Linked DNA regions of Muntiacus reevesi: region 2 is linked to region 1. The links are chromatin contacts, called in public Hi-C maps. All regions are on one chromosome and are shown on one strand. The core of a region is the stretch at or near the end of the contact, and the rest is flanking DNA. Distances in the headings are between cores, read along the strand shown. Region 1 holds the start of ZFTA (zinc finger translocation associated). Region 2 holds the start of NAA40 (N-alpha-acetyltransferase 40, NatD catalytic subunit).

What was found. Hi-C and Micro-C count contacts between places; a contact is called where the count stands out from the background.
Region 2: a Hi-C map of blood shows a contact between it and region 1, with 4 times the contacts expected there. The contact joins the promoter of NAA40 here to the promoter of ZFTA in region 1. A contact is called at or near these places in 2 of 3 Hi-C or Micro-C datasets (blood and muscle).

Annotation. Positions count from the first base shown.
Region 1 is chr5:39,945,534-39,948,566 of mMunRee1.1, reverse strand. It overlaps ZFTA (zinc finger translocation associated), which reads left to right and starts at 1,539. Exons shown (of 5, transcript XM_065937591.1): 1 at 1,539-2,566. The coding sequence starts at 2,419. The region is part of intron 1 of LOC136169673 (a long non-coding RNA gene); the gene reads right to left.
Region 2 is chr5:40,095,427-40,098,126 of mMunRee1.1, reverse strand. It overlaps NAA40 (N-alpha-acetyltransferase 40, NatD catalytic subunit), which reads right to left and starts at 1,324. Exons shown (of 8, transcript XM_065937600.1): 1 at 1,116-1,324. The coding sequence starts at 1,121.

The DNA.
Region 1 (3,033 bases), core at 290-2,789:
GCTTTCTGAATAACTGGATAAGCAAATGAACGAATGGCCTTGAGTGAGACTCTAGACTCTAAGTCTCCTGTTTCTTCATCTGCAAAGCAAAGCTGCTTTGTGGATGGCTGTGAGGATTAAATGTGGGTGGAAGATGGCTTGGAACCATGGACTTGGAGCTGGTCCTGAAGCCAGGCTCGAAAATGGGAGCAAGGATCGGAGCCAGAGGTTGTTAAAAACGCCTCTAGGTGGTGTCCGTACGTTTTAGTTGATAACGAATAAGATTATCCTATATATACTCGGAGAAAAAGAACCAGAAAGACATTTATCAAAAGCGGCTCACAGTGGTCAGCCCTGAGCATGGGCTATCTTCCTAATTTTTTTTTTTTTTTTTTTTAAAACATACTTGGGGGACTTCCCTCCTGGTCCAGTGGCTAAGACTCTGTGCTCCCAATTCAAGGGGCCCAGGTTCGATCCCTGGTCGGGGAACTAGACCCCTTGGGCTGCAACTAAGACTTGGCACAAATAAATAAACCTTTAAAAAAATATAAAATAAAAACCATACTTAGGAACATGTGAAGGCCAGGTCTGTGTCTTCTTTCACCTTTGTGTCCCTAGCCTGGCAGAGGTGAAGAACGCATGAATGAGGGAATCCCCCATCACATAGCCCATCGGGGGCTGCATCAGTATCAGGTCCCTTGCCCGCAAGTAAGTCAGGGAGCATAGGAAGGCCAGCAGTGGACAGAACAGCCCTGTAGCAGGGAGACCGTTTTCACCCAAGGAGATGTCTCTTGCAGGTCATCATGGGGACTGAGGAAGAGATGGGACATCTCCAGTGGTGACAGCCACCTTTTAGACACTACAGAAATTTTAGTTCCCAGCCCCTCTTCACAAACATTCAGGAGACGGGCTTCCTGTGCTGCAAGTAATTTAGAATTTCCCATGGCTCCCCAAGGGGCAGAACTGTTTCCTTTTCATAAGCCGTGGGTGCTAAGTCAGTATCAGACTTGTGGGTCTTGCCCGCTGCTGTCTGCCCAGCGCCTAGGGGCATGCTGGCACATAGTAGGTGTGGAGAGAGCAAAGGAATGAGTGTCAAGCGTGACTTTAACGGATTGCTGGGCACGTCCCCAAAGAAGAGAATAAAACCCACCTCGAGATAATAAGACCCTGCACGGCCTCCCGCGCCCTGTAATTTGGATCTCTAGGAATCGCCTTTGTTGTGGGCGACCAACCACAGGCAAAGAAAGCACCTGCTCCTCCAGCCGGTCCTCGAGGAAGGACCCCGGGCTGCCGAGCCCCTGGCTGCTTCTCCGGGCCCCTTTCCTGCGCCTCCCGAGACCTGGGGGCTCCGAGGCATCCCGGGGCTCGCATGCAGGGTCAGCTCCAGCGCTTCCCAGCCGTGGTGGGGCGCGTCCCTAGGTGTCCGACACCTCGCTCGGGGTCAGCGTTCTTTGCCTCCTCGTGCCGGCCAGAGTGTCCGGGACCGCGTCTGCCACCCCCAGGCCTGCGAGGGCAAAAGCCAGAGACGACCGCGGCACACCCCCTCTCTTCCCGGCTTCCATCCTGGGGCTCCCAACGCCCAGCGGCGTCGGGCCTCGGCGCGGCCGGCTCTCCGCGGCCTCCTGCGCGCCCCCTCTCTTCGGCCCGGATCTCCAAGGCCGCGGTCCCCGCCCCAGCCAGCTCCGAGGGCGCTTGGCCCGTCCGCCCTCCAGGGCTGAAGCCTGAGCTCTCAGCGCTCCCCGGCGACTCCCGCGGGAGGGGGCGCGGCCGCCCCCGCGGCTCCACCCTCTCCGCGGGGCCGCGGCCATCTGGGGCCCCAGCCATTCGAGTCCGCTCTGGGGCCCGCGCCGAGCTCGCGCGGGAGGAGGCAGCCCTTGGTAGGGGCCCGGGCCTCCCCACCGGGCGACCCACTTTGCCAGCGCGGGTGCGGGAAGCCGGACGCTGAGATGCCCCGAGGGGGCAGTGGCTGCGAGCCGAGCCTGGGTGGAAGCGCGTCGCAACGGACGCTGCGCCCCTGGCCACCTCGGTGACCCTCCAGGAGCCGGGACCCGAGCCCCGCAGGCGGCAGCGCGGGCCCGCGAAGACGGCGAGGTCCGTGCTCCTAACGTCCGCGGCGGGCGCCAGCTGCGGAGCCTCGGTCGGGCTCTTAGCCTCCCGACGCTCCCCCCAGCCCCCCGCGAGCTGGCAGGAGGAAATAGCGCGCGGCCCCTTTAAATTTACCCAGGAGCCCTTAAAGGAGCCCCAGGGGCCCCAGACAGGAATCCCCACCCCGGTCCAGCCCGCGCCGCCGAGCGAGCAGCCAGCCGTCCGTGCTGCCGGCCGCCCTGTGCATGCGCCCCGCGCCCCGGGGCCCCGCGCACCGAGCGCCGCGCGCCGGCTGCCGCCGGCCCCGCGGCCCCGCGCCCTGCCGCCCCGGGGCCCCGCGCCGCAGCGCAGCGCATGGAGCCTGGCGGGGACCACCGGAGTCGGAGCGGCGGCGGCGGCGGCGGCAGGGGCGGCCCCGGGCCAGCAGCGGCCTCGGCACGGGGCCGACGGCTGCCGCCCGCCGGATCGAGCAGCAGCGCGGAACCCGAGGAGGACGACGGCGGTAAGAGCTGGCTGGGGCCGGCGGCTCGGGCGGGGGCCCCGGCGTGGGGGAGGGGAGGGCTGCGGCTCCGGGCTCCGGGCCCCTCTTCGCCGCCGAACAAAGCGGGGGACGCGGGCAGGGCGGGCGGGGGCGCCACCTGGCGGGCGCGGATCGTGGCTGCAGGGCCAGCGGCGGAGCCCCCCGCCCAGCTCCCGGGGTTGGCCCGCGGGGCTCGGGCGGATCCCCTCCCCCTTAAAGGGCCCCGCGGCCCCCGCCTCTGAGGCCGAGCTGGAGGGGCCCCGAAGGACCTGGCCTGATGCCGCGGGGCGCGCGCTCTAGGCTGTTGGGACTTGCGTCCCCCGTCCCTTTCTCTTTCAGACTCCCAGGTGGTCTCCCTTAACCAGCTGTCTCTTAAAAAGTCTGCCCAGACCTTGGTCCCTTTCCGGGGCTTCCCTCCAGAGGAACTGAGCTGGGGACTCCGCTGCTTT
Region 2 (2,700 bases), core at 75-2,574, 150 kb before region 1:
ATCCTCATATCTGTCTCAAAGGGGAGGTATCATCCTCATCACATCTATGAGGAAATTCAAATCCACAAAGGCCAGCTCACTGGCACAACATCATGCCACCAGTCAGGGAAGATCAGCCTGGAACTGGAGTTTCTCTGGCTCCAAAGTGAGGACTCCCTAGAAGGTGGTGGAAATTTCGCGTAAAAACTAAGATATGTGGTGCCAGGGAGGGCCAGTTACTTGTTCAGGAGAGTGACAGGTGCAGCTCTAACTAGGACTTAGGAAGGTGAACTCACAGAAACATGCGCGTAACTTCTGCCCAACCTTCTATCAGCACATGCCCCGGATAAAAAGCACCTCTGCCTTCTGCAGAACAGGTGGTCACTATCCATCCGGGGCTGGGGCCATCACCAGTGCCCTTCCAGCGCCCCCTGCTCACCTTCTGCACAGCTTCCCCAAGCAAAACCACCTGCGGTGTGAATACCACTAGCAACCCAACTAATAAGACCCACTTGCGTGCATCTGGGAGGCCCCTGAAGGCAAACCTCTGTCGATAAGGAAGAGAATGTTTTTGGAGCAAGAGGAACCTGGTGGAGAGGTTCGAAAGAGACTGGGTAGCGGGAAGCGCAGCGGCGGGGATTCGAGAGCCCTGAGTCAGGGTCTGTGACCTTGGCTGGGTGCCTCGTTTCCTCTGGGCCTCGGTTCCCTCCAAGCCAGCGCAGGCCTAGGATATGGAAAGCCACGAAGCTAGTGACAGCCGGGTGATGGGTGACCCACGGAGGCGGGGGGGATACCCAGGGACTGCTCGGGGATGCAGGGGGGTGGGGTGGGCGCCAAGAAGATAACAGATCCTAGAGGAAGGCAGAGGCGGGCGCGACGCGAGAGGCGGGGGGCACCGGAGGGGGTGGGGCCCGGAGAGGGGGCTCCCCTGGAGATTCCCAGGGTTGAGCCGGGCGTGGGGGCACTTCGACTGAGGTAGTCGAGTCATGTGGGGGCTGGGAGGGGGGTCACGTGAGGCCGGAGGGGGTCAGGGTCACGTGAGAGGGGGTTCAAGGAACAATGGGGGCGCAGGGGGGGTGGCAAGGGGAGCGGGGAGCCCTCCCAGCCCTGGCGTCTCCTCTCCCTGCCTCACTCACCCCCATGGCGACAACGGCGGCGGTGGCGCTCAGCTCCTCCTTCCCACACTTGCCGGCTGGGAGGCGGCGGTAGCGGCGACACTGGAGCGGCGGCGGGCCCCGCACTGCGCGTGCGTCTCGCGGGCTCCCCAGCGCGCCCTGGCGGGAACCGCGCCGGCGCAGAGCCCCGCGAAGGGACGGGCGGGGGAAGGCGCGCAGGTGGAGAGCCTGGGAGGCGGGCCGAGGGTCTCGCACACCAGAAAGAGGCGGGAGGCGCGGAGCAAGCGTCGCGCTAGGAATGACGTAAGCCCGGGCCCGCCCCCGTCTCCCCAGGCTGTGTGTGTAGCCACGGCAACGGCCTCACAGCCCGCGGGGAAGCGCGCGGCTGGGCAACCCGGTGGGTGGCAGCGCCTCCGCTGAGCTGGCCTCTGGGTCTCCTCCGCCTTAACCTGGTCATCCGCGGAGCAGCCACCTTCCCAGCCGACCGTCGCGTCACGACCTCTGAAATACCTGCTCCTCCGACAACCCTCGGGCAAAGGAGAGGTGTTTGGAACATTTCCCACCTTCTAGATCGTGAACTCTTGAAATCCCTTTTCTAACCAGAGTCATTCATCCATCTAACTTTTTTTTCTTTTTCTTTTTTCTTTTTAATTCATCTGTATATCTGTCTTCTAACCATTCATTCATCCTCCACTCATTCGCTCTCTCAGTAAACACTGACTAGGACCATACCTGAGCGGGGCATGGCTACTCTCTCCAGTATTGCTGCCTGGAGAATCCCCATGGAGAGAGAAGCCTGGTGGGCTACAGTCCACGGGGTCGCAAAGGGTTGGACAGGACTGAGCACTGCAGAGGACCATACGAACACTATGCAGAACCTAGGGAGCACAGAAAGGAACAACAGGCTGTCCCAGTCCAGAACTTACACTTCAGAGGGGAGGCAGGCATGTTTAATGGGGAGTGGAAGGTCATGTGAAATTGAGACATCTGGCGTCCTGGACATCCTTCATTTCAGTCTATCCTAGCAGACCAGTGTGACCCTCACTTGACCTGTATCACCATCACCTGGGGAACCTGTGCACTGTGCAGCCCTGGAGCCTACCCCAGAATCTCCAGGGGTGGAGCCAGAATATTCATTTCTAAGAGCTCCCCAGATAGGGTCCTACTCATGAAAATCAGAAAACCGCCACCCAAGACAAGCCTCAGAGATTTTGTCATATTTTACTCCTTGTCCTTCCCTCAGCACAGCACAGGGGTGGCCCCCAAACAACCACTCAAGCAGCATTTGTTGAGTGCCCATCATGTGCTAGGCACTGTTGCAGGCAACAAAGAAAACAACAGAAAAGGCACTGCCCTCATAGAACTTGTGTTCTAGAAGGAAGAGGCAGATAATAAACTAAATGAATGAACCAGTAAAATACATATCATGTTGGATGATATATGTTCTATGCAGGAAAATGAAACAGGGAAGACAGATGCAGAAAGTCATAATTTGTTTTTATTTTGTTTAATATTTATTTATTTGCCTGCACCAGGTCTTAGTTGTGGTACATGGGATCTTTAGTTCTGACTTGCAAGATCTTTAGTTGCAGCATGTGAACTCTTA